Regions from separate parts of the Oryctolagus cuniculus genome. Here regions 1 and 3 are each linked to region 2. Evidence: chromatin contacts called from public Hi-C data. All regions are on one chromosome and are shown on one strand. The core of a region is the stretch at or near the end of the contact, and the rest is flanking DNA. Distances in the headings are between cores, read along the strand shown.

Region 1 (3,500 bases), core at 287-2,786, 180 kb before region 2:
TTCCAACATACAAGTTCTTCAGGTTTGGCCCACCAGCTTCTGACCCTGGTGGGTGAGAGCAATAGGGCGCGAGACTGAATTGGGATTCAGGGACAAGGGATAAATTCCAATTTTATCTGTCTTTTGGGCAATGAGCTAGAATGGCTGAGGCTTATGTTCTTGTTGCATCAGTCAGTATAAGTGACACTAAAATTGAAAAGAAATCCTGTTATTTCCTCTTTCTCCAAAGAGAGAAGAACCTTGTTTATTTCATTCTTCAATATCTCATCCCCAAAGCCCAGCACATGACTGAGTCCTAATAAATTTTTGTTGATTGAGTGAATGAATGAATGAAAAATTTCTTTCATGTCTATAGTACATAGTCTTTTTGTAAAGACTTGGACACCTGATCTTCTGAACCCTCAAGGAGTTCAGCAGAGTTATAGGAAAAACATCGTCCTTTCAGTTTGCATTAAACAAAGCTCAGCTACAGAGAAATATAGTGATTTGCCTGGCATCACAAAACTTACCAGGGTGGAGCCAGGATTGGGTTCTGCCAACTCTTCATCCAGGGCTTTCTCTCCCACAATATGCTATCTCCTAAATATTACCAAACGTTAATGTAATTGGCAAAACAAGGCACCTCATAGTTTACAAGCCATAATATGCTTAGTGACAGAATGAAGGAGGTAATGGCCAACAGTAGTCCTGAGTCTGGTTCCCTCTCCTGTTTAAACTACTCCCACCACAATTCACCAGATCTGAGAAAGTTCCTCACTCCTTCCAGCACTCAGCCACATCATTTGAACATAGCTCCTGGCTTCATGAATTCCTGTTCGTTTTTTTAAGTTAATCTCCCAGGAATTCATCTTTGTTTCCCAAACCAGATGGCATAGGCCTTACCTAGCTCAGCACTACCACCAAGTTTAAATATGACATTTAAATGTAAGAAAAGACCAACAGCATCTATCTAACTATGCAAATTTCTACTCACCAATATTCTTTCCCTGAAGCCTCCAGGGGCTGAAGGAATTGAGTGATTTGGGGCAGTCACCATCTTATTATTTTTGTTATCTGTTAAAAAAGTTTCCAAAGTATGGTTTCTGAGCTAACACAATTAACAATACCAGAGAACTTATTAGAAAGGAAAAGTCTGAAGTCAGTCTCAGACCTACGAGAATGAGAGGCTCTTGAAGTATGGCCTGGGGATCACTGTAGAAAAGCTCTGCAGGTGATTCTGGTGTGTGCCAAAGTTCAAGGACTTCTGTCATATTCTAGCCTGTTTCTTACCTGAGCGAGGGAGTCACTTTACTCACTCAATTATTTTCTTTTCACACAAGACTGTTAACACATTCTTGTTAATGACAATATTCATTTACTTCTGTGAAGGCTAAACTAGCTGATTTTCTGAGCTTTCTTTCAAATCTAGAAGCTCTGATTCTTTAGGGAAGCCATAACTAAGCAGATGGCCTTAAGAAAGGCCACAGAGGGAACTTCTTCCTGGTGCGCTTCCTTTTGCTGCAGGCCTTGTGGTTGGAGTGAAGTGAGGACACCGGCCAGTTGCCAGCTCTTGCTTACAGCCCCAGGAGACCTTTGATGTTCTCCCCTTGCTGTCTGGGGTCCCTGTTTTCAAGAATTTATCAGAATGACCCAGACTTAGCAAACTTGTTCTATGTACCTTGGACAAAATAACTGCTGAGTCAAGCCTGTGAGGAGTCTTGGATCGTCAGCCTAAAAACCTGTTTATAGTTGACTTCCTCTGGCAAACCGCTGTTGGATGCAAAAAATAGCATCATCCGTTTGGCACATACTGGGTCATTCTCAGCATTTGTATTAGGTGGGTAGTCAATGTAATAGCAGATTTCAAACATAAAAAGCAAATATGCAGTTCCTGACCCCTGCCTTGCTATATCCCTTATTTCCCTATCTTATTTCCCAAACTTCCACCCCTAAAAAGATGACTTGAAGACTCCAAATGAAGATGAATAGCCAATATTTTGGAAATTCTGAAACTGTTGAGAAAGAAAGAAATCAACCCCTGTTCAGGTGCCAGGTTTGATGTATTTTCCCTGTTGAAGCATCTACATGTATTGCTCATCGGTATATCTTGCCAAGCACAAAAATTATATCACTCCTGATGTTTATCTCTTTACTTTTCCCCTTCATCTAGGTTGTTTAAGTTATAAGAGCATAAGAAATGGATGGAAGAGCAGTTGAGGAGGATAAGATGAAAATGTTATTCCCCATTAAAGACAACAGGCAAAGGTTTGGAATTGAAGTCATGAGACGTGGGCTCCAGCCAGGGCTTTGCCACTGGTGATGCTGGGAGACTGAAGCAAGTTATTTCCCTGCTGTGGGTCACTGCAAAATAAGGATCTTGAGCAAAACAGATCTCCAGGCTGTTTTCTAGCTCTCTGATACTCTGACCAAGCAGATAGGGAATTGTGATGTCCTGTTTGGGGGTTTTAGTGTCCTTCATTGAAAATCCAAGTTTGAGGACAGAAGGTAGAGTTGATTAATGTTTCAACTATCTGGAATAAGGAAAAGTGCACCATGATCAACAAACAAGTTTGCATGAGTATGGTAGGAGGAAATGGGAGCACAAGTTAGCCACATTCCCAGACTCTTGTTCATTTCTTTCATAACTCATTCACAACTAGCATTCATTTTATGTATAGGTCTGTTTGGTTGTATTTTGGCTCCTTTAAGTATAAATACCATCATATCATAGAGTCCAGTGACTGTTAAAGAGCCTGTTACCTGATTGGTGCTTGACAATAGTTTTTGAATAAATGTGGGATCTAACGGCATGTTTACAGCAATAATGCAGCAATAGGCGAGAACTGCACTAGCAGCAGGCACACTTAGAGAGAATTGCCTTGTTTCATTTGTCTTCTCAAGGCCCCTGTTAACTCATTCTTATTTTCTCTAAGGTTGACATCAGGCTTTAACTTGATGGGAGAGAAAGTAATGATGGTGGGAGGAATAATTAACCTGGAATTCAATTAACTCCTCTTTTGGATATTGCTTCTTTTAAAATTTCTTTTCACCGAGAGTTTGAACAGGAGGCAATTAACTTGAGAAAAGAGATTTGGAAGGGAGTCTGGCTATTCCTTACAGCTCTTATTTTCCAACCTCCAGGTGAATTTTCCTTGAATCTTAAAGACCTCACTCTGTTCCCCTTACTCTCCATTTATGTTGGAGAGTGCAGATTATTATAGTTGGGTATTAGGCTTTACGGAAGGCTGGGAGAGAGAAAGGCTTTCTTGGTAAGCTTGGCTCTGTGGCTTGGCAGTTGCACAATAGAATGACTTTATCCACAAACCAGATGTTCAAGTTGTTTTAATAATATCTTATGATTCCTCTTCTAAATAAAACAAAAACTCACTCTGTCAGAATGTTCTCCAGGATTAAAAGTTAGATCTCTGCGATCTGGTTTTACCCACCAGAGGGTAGCACCAAGATGAATTTGGAATTAATCCCTGGCAAAACTCAGACTTGATTTGGGAGGATTTGGATTT
Region 2 (3,465 bases), core at 613-3,112:
AATCAGCAGTCTTCCAACCCAATTATTTAAGTGCTGCTTTTGTGATTTCTTGAAGGTAAATATTTTTTTTTTCTCTTTGAAGTCATTGGGGGAATTTTACTTAAATTGTGTACTGTTTTTCTTCTGCCTAGAACTGATATTCACTTTACATTTTTCATTGTTTCGGAACTGGGAGTTATTTATAAATTGCTGAATATGCAGTTCTGTGGGATCTGAAAAAATAGCTCCGGGAGATGGATGCATTCGCATAGATATCTTTATGAGTAGAAACTATTGCAAGGTACTTATGCTAAATCCTCCACTTCTGCAGGGCTTCGGTGGTGTCATTATAGAAGATTCCTTTAAATCCTGTCTATGGCTAAGGGCTACAGAGCGTGGATATGAACTTTGGGATCTTTTCTTTCTTTTGCAGGTGCAGATGTTTTATTTTTAAGACCGCTGTATGTGTGTGTGTGTGTGTGTGTGTGTGTGTGTGCTTGTCAGGACTTTATTTTACAAGACATGCCTCATGTAAAGAGTTCCATTTCAGATGGTATTAAAGCTTTTAAATATGATCTTTAGATCTAAGGTTCCGGAACTCCCTGCACTTACTGCCCAGAGAGACAAAGTTAGAGCAAAGTTTAATTTGCTCTTATGAAAAAGAAGTCCTTGACAACTCTTGCTGACCTTGCATATTCGTACAATCTAAACAAATGCATACTGTATACGGGAAGCAGACACTTTGTAGCAGCTGCTTGTCCAGTGTTTTCTCTCCCGGAGAGGACTTTTTCTGGGCAAAGTTTGGACTTGGGATTTTGTGTTGTAAATGTCTGATTTTATCTGCCCTGTTGCAAAGTCTCTTTAGGTAAATTTGGCTGCCGTTGTCAATGCACCAACTTCTCGTTTTTGATCACTGGCCCTGGTTCAAGTTTCCATTCTCAGCAAAATTATATCCTTTACGACTTGTGTTTTTTCAATTTGCAAGCACTTTTAAGCCGCTGTCACTGGCTCCTCCGAAGCAATTGCCTGAGGGCTCAGTTCATAAACCGTCCCAGCCACTTAGTGCAGCATTCATTCGCTGCTTTCAGTACTTCATCACTCGGATCTTTCTTAGCAGAGGAAGTGGCTTGGGAGTTGAGGATACAGCCTTGTCAGGCACCTGATTCTGCTGTCCTTGAGATGCCAACACACGCTCTGGCCAACTTGCTTTGAAAGAAAGGCAGGCAGTGCATATATCACCTCGGGGGTCAGGCAGCTGGGGGTTTTGTCTGCCTGCTTAGGTGAGCAGCAGCCAGGCTGTGGAGGGTTCTGTCTGCATTCAGTACAAGTTGGGGAAATTGTCTCCAAGTGAACTTTTCATGCCGTGTACGCTAAGCGTTTCAGAAGTGGAGTTGGCAGCTGTACTTACAGCAGGAAGTGGCTCGAGGGAACTGTGTGCTGGTTCAAACATAATTCAAACAGCGTAAGTGTCCTGTCTAGAGACAGACCCCCCAGGAAACCAGATGCTGATTGTACGCCCAGTGGCAAGGTATTTCCAAGTTGGTGAGCCTGGGCAAGGGAGGAGAGGAGCAGGCTGGGGCTCGGGCCACTCTTCCCGGCCAGCTGCAGGAGACACACGGTGGAAATGAGTGGTTTGACTGGGGGGGTGGGGGGAGGGAGGATGGACTCAGATGCCAGCTGTGCAATTTGTTCATTGTTTGAATTGACAAAAAGCAGTTTACTCAGGCTCACAGCATACCTGCCTGGGTGTCCAAATGTAACTAGAAGCTTTCACAAACCCCACCCCCAAGGCAGCACATGCTTTTAAGTCCTTCGTTTTCTATGCACATCAGCCTCATAATACCCACCCTAACCTGCTGTAAAAGACCTGGAACAAACAAAAATGATTACACCTACAGTGAGTATTTTCTTATGACTATTGCCCTCAAATTTTACTGGGCATTTTTGGTGCAGTGTAGACATCTGGGCTCGACTGATATGCCATCTCTCTGAGCTAGAAAGAGAGAACTCTTAAAAAATCTGGATTGGTGACTGATTTTTGAGGAACTATATTGCTTTTTTTTTTCTCTTCTCTTTCTGGTTCTTCCTTTTCCCCCTCTATCACATCTTCTGTTTTTCTCTATCGCCAAGGCTTTTGTATTTGGCAAAATAAAAGGCCAGGGGAATGAGGAGCATATGGGGACACTTATTTCAAACTTTTAACTCTTAAGCAAGTTCGTTATTGTTTTCTTTGGTGGGAACATGATGTGATAAATCCTCTGGTTCTCTGGGGGTGGACTGGACTGTTCCCTGAACCAAAAGGAAATGCACAGGAGGTTCTATCTTGGGCAAGAACTATAAGTACTGATATTTATCTGACAATAGAACTCAGAAAAAGAGGGGGGAAAATCTATCTAGAAAGCTTAAATTTGTAAATGCTAGAGATATAGGAGTATTGCTGGACTTAAATGTGTTCTATCAGAAATAGCTGTTAAAAATAGGGTTTTGCCACCTAATCAAGTTCTGAATTCACTAAGGCTATAAACTGAGACAGCCCCTCCCCCACCCTGGATTGCACAAAAAGTAAAGAACTTGAAGGCATCCACCATTGCAGGTGCTTAGCTCTCAGCATTATCATCAGCTCCTCCAGGAAGGGAGGGGTGGAGAAGCAGGACTGGTGAAATCACATAGGTTCTGGAGCTGGCCCATTGCCAGGGTGTGGGGACACGCTCTGTAAGGTCAGTCACGGCTTTGCTCTTTTGAAAAGAGCCATGAAGTACAGTGGGGTGGGTTGGCTGAGGTTCCCTCTGCAAAGACTGAAGGGGAAACCCCCAACTACTTCTTTTACAACTAAGACAAATGAGCACTGGGTGATGACTTGTTCCTCACAGCCCCAGCAGCTTTGGCTTTGTGGGAGTGGAGGGTTCCATGCTGAGGCTGAGAAAATGAGTTGTCAAAATGGAGTCAATGTCCAGATGAGCTTTTACCTCCTCTTATATTTTATGTCTATTATTTATGATGATTTGCAAATAGAGGGTGCTTTTCATCTTCCACTGTTTTACAAGCATTAACTAAATATTTATACTGTGTTAACAAGAGTCAGGGTTTGGGTTTTTTTCCCAGTTGCTGGGCTGAAGGTCTGGCCACAAAAATGGAAATCTTAATTAAAATGATGGAGCAAACACTGCCACTGATGCAGAGCCATTAAGTTGGGAGTTCATGGAGGACAAGGCGGGTGGCCAGAAAATCAATGACTGAGCCTGTTTCTCCAAAACTGATGGGATTCAATGGACCTGCCCCTCTGGAGAGGTTCAAAACAAGGCTCTTTAATAATTATGGCTTCCAGCCTAAGTCCATGACCCCTGGGATAGGGTCCTTCACCTCACTTCCTGTCTGTGGTTCTTCCTGTGCTGCTGAAAGTAGATGCGAAAGGTGAGAGAAAGGCGAAGTTGCTCACCTTAGGAGCTTCCTGGAAAAAAGCACATCCCTGTGTCACAAGTAGCAATA
Region 3 (3,543 bases), core at 216-2,715, 210 kb after region 2:
ACTTGAGGTTGTCTTTTCCACCTCCAAGATATTTTCTGAGACAAATACTGTTTCTTCCAAAACAAATCTTGATGAGCTGTCAAATTTAGATGATCGGAATCCATGTCAATTTCTGGAGAAAATTTAGAAATTGATTCTAGTCTTGCCTGTCCTTGTTTTTTGAATACAGAAACAAAAGTTCAGACATCTTAAGTGCCTTGCTTGGTTAGCTCTTTAGAATACTGTTTACACAGACCTCCTGATTCAGAATCACGTGGATGGTTTTGTTTTCGTTCTGTTTTATTGCTGAATCTGGGGCTGCATCTTTGATCTACTGAGCCAGGATCTACCAAATAAGCTCCCCAAGTAATTTTCAGGCCCCCAAAACCACTGCCTTGGATGTATAATTTCATTCCTAGGAAACAAAAACAAAACACAAAGATGTTACAAATTTAACTTAAATCTAAGCTATCGGAATGACAGCCTGGATTCATGTAACACCTGAAAAGACTTTAGACGCCTTTTGACATAAGACAAAATAAATACTGGTGTCACCTTAGTGGAAAGAATAGCAGACTAGGAGTCAAGGCTAATTGTGTGACCTTGAGCAAGTTACTTAACATCTCAGGACTTCACGTTCCTTCGGGAAAACGCCACTTGCTCTACTTAACTCCAAGGACTATTTGAAGGATAAAATGAGATCATGTATGTGAAAACACTTGTGGGAGGAGGGGAAAATAAATAGCTCTCTACAACTGCTAGGTATTATTTCAAAGTCCTGCTTGAGCCTGGAAAATATCAATCTTCTGCATGTTACCAGTGTGCTAGTAAGGCAGCCCGTGGAGTTTTTCAAGAAGCCTGTAGGATCCAAGTTCGGCAGCTCATTGCTAGGGCTGAGTAGCCTGAGAGGGGAATTCTTGATTCAGAGCACCATCTGTTTGTGATTAAGGTTTCAGAGGCTTGTGCCTGAACTAAAGGCAGTGCTACAGCCGGTCACAGCAGCAATCCCAATTGTAAAACAGATTCTGTAGCTAAAGTGAATATGCAAGGTAAACATGAAAGTGTTCTGTAATTACATGACACAAAATGATACTTGCTTAACATGCCTCATAATACACACAGAGAGAGAGAGAGAGAGAGAGGGAGGGAGGGAGGGAGGGAGGCCAAAGGCAAAAGCCAATGTAAGAGATTCTCAAGCAACAGTCACTACCACCAAATACAGAAAGCTCACTTTTGCTCTGTTAATTGCCAAATATATTTGCAGAGTGGGCCTCCCTGGCATCTACCCCTGATGTGGTGTTCTTGACAAATTCAAGTTTGGTTCATTTGGACCCTGGATCCTTGGAAAACAAAGATCCTATTCCAAAACTATGAATTCTGTGTCAAAGATCTGACTATACTTAAAACAAGCAGTTTATTCTAACTCGGAAGATATGATGGGCTGTGAACAAAGAGCCACGATCTGGGCCAGGCCAGAGCAGAGTGCTCCTGGGACTCCCAGGTCAGCCAGGTGAGAAGCTCTGCAAGCTGTTGGTGGCTGGGAGTAGAATGGGACTGAAAGTTTTCATTTGGGTTACTTTGAGAAAGTAAGGACTTTATGTCTGTAGAAGGTAATGTGGGCTTTGTTCAAGCTGAACTTAGAGTGAAAGCCTAGTGCAGAATCTCTAAAAAAAATTCAAAAAGGGCCAGACGAGAAGTTTAAGAATTTATTGAACAAGCTGCAAGTTTTAGCCAAGTAAAAAACATGATTCCTGCACTGAGAAATCCTGGTTTTTATGGGGAACTTGAACGGCCTGTCTGGTTTAAATCTCTTCTTTCTAGAAGCACTTGAAGCAAAAGCAAGGACAGTTGTGTCTCTACCCAAAACAAGTGACCAAAAAGAGAAGAGGGGCCAGTGTTGTGGCATAGTGGTTTAAGCTGCAGCCTGCAATGCCAGCATCTTGCATGGGCACCGATTCCAGTCCCGGCTTCCTCCACTTCTAATCCAGCACCCTGCTGATGAGCCCTCTTCCACTGCTTTCCTAGGTTTAAGTGCTTGGGCCCCTGCCACCCACATGGGAGACCCGGATGAAGCTCTTGGCTTTGGCTTGGCCCTTTCCTGGCTGTAGTAGCCGTTTGGGGAGTGAACCAGCAGATAAGAGATCTGTTTTTTCCTTCTCTTTCTGTAACTCTGCTTTTCAAATCTTTTTAAAAAGAGAAAGTCACTGGCTGACCGATAGAATCTATGACAGTTTTGTCTAAGAAAGATGATCCAGGAATGCAAGGCACTAGGCCTGTAGGGGCCACAGAGACCAAAGGAAGAAGCAGGGAAGATGAACTAGAAGCATTAATGTTCAGTTAGAAAAGGACTAAGAGTCAAAGGGAGCACATAAACAAGTCTAGTGCCTGCTAATACTAACCGATAGAATAAATAAAGGGGAGAGTGATCCAACATGGGAAGCGAGATACACAGCAGACTCATAGAATGGCAGATGTCCTAAACAGCACTCTGGCCTCAGAATCAGCTCTTAAGGCATGAGGATCCGGCTGAAAAGCCCATGAGAGTATTTCAGGCATGGAAAGCCAAGACACTCGGCGGGGGGGGGGACTAAATGAAAGATCTCTGTGAGTGAGATCCCAATCCCAGTGGAAAGAACAGGTCATCAAAGAAGGAGGTACCTTTCTCTGAAGGGAGGAGAGAGCTTCCACTTTGACTATGACCTTGTCTAAATAAGATAAGAGTCGGTGACCTCAAAAAGCTTCCATAGCCTTGGAAACTCACGACTGGAGCATAGGGAGATTACTGATGCCATAAACAGGAGTGTCAATTTGTAAAGTCAACAACAGGAGTCACTGCACTTACTCCTCATGTAGGATCTCTGTCCTTAATGTGCTGTACATTGTGATTTAATGCTATAACTAGTACTCAAACAGTATTTTTCACTTTGTGTTTCTATGTGGGTGCAAACTGTTGAAATCTTTACTTAATGTATACTAAACTGATCTGTATATAAAGAAAATTTAAAATAAATCTTGATAAGAATGGAAGGGGAGAGAGAGCGGGAAAGGGGAGGGTTGCAGGTGGGAGGGAAGTCATGGGGGGGGGGAGCCAATGTAATCCATAAGCTGTACTTTGGAAATCTATATTCATTAAATAAAAGTTAAAAAAAATTACAAAAGTTCAGTTAGAGCTTTACATTCCATGAGAAAATAGATGGAAACCTTGTAAATTAAATCTAACCATAAACCACTCAAGTCCATCTTACAGACATGGTTTCAAGGCATCCAAGAGACTAAAAATACAAAGTTATAGGATGAGGTTAGAAACATCACTTTACAAAGAGTGAAAAGAGCTGGGTTCTAGTTGTTGGTTCCTAGCTGAGGCGAGATTTCGGGTAGGACATTTAGCCTATCTAGGTATCTTCTGAAAGCCTGCAGTGGGAGGATTGGGAGAGTAGGGTGAGGTGGAAAGATCTCCAGGGTCCCTTCCAGCCATAACAGTCTATGTTTCTAGTAAGCATGAAAAATAATTGAAATAGAAACAGCTTTATATCCAAACATTACTGGAGACTACCTCTGGGGAAC

The links. A called contact is a pair of places that touch in the nucleus more often than the background predicts.
Region 1: a Hi-C map of embryonic fibroblasts shows a contact between it and region 2, with 2.2 times the contacts expected there. The contact joins the enhancer-like site here to the promoter of IGF1 in region 2. A contact is called at or near these places in 3 of 6 Hi-C or Micro-C datasets (ear pinna, embryonic fibroblasts and an unstated tissue).
Region 3: a contact with region 2 is called in a Hi-C map of psoas muscle, with 2.6 times the contacts expected there. The contact joins the enhancer-like site here to the promoter of IGF1 in region 2. A contact is called at or near these places in 2 of 6 Hi-C or Micro-C datasets (psoas muscle and an unstated tissue).

What each region holds. Positions count from the first base shown.
Region 1 is chr11:105,594,382-105,597,881 of mOryCun1.1, reverse strand. No RefSeq gene overlaps it. Among named protein-coding and RNA genes, the nearest start is that of IGF1, 180 kb to the right of the region's middle. Within about 2 kb of position 1,536, at least 1 of the 8 cell types and tissues checked has an H3K27ac peak or open chromatin away from gene starts, as enhancers often do. A contact at or near this core is called in ear pinna, where this site is marked.
Region 2 is chr11:105,415,929-105,419,393 of mOryCun1.1, reverse strand. IGF1 (insulin like growth factor 1) reads left to right here and starts at 1,862. Exons shown (of 5, transcript NM_001082026.1): 1 at 1,862-1,876. The coding sequence starts at 1,862.
Region 3 is chr11:105,206,418-105,209,960 of mOryCun1.1, reverse strand. No RefSeq gene overlaps it. Among named protein-coding and RNA genes, the nearest start is that of PMCH, 43 kb to the right of the region's middle. Within about 2 kb of position 1,465, at least 1 of the 8 cell types and tissues checked has an H3K27ac peak or open chromatin away from gene starts, as enhancers often do.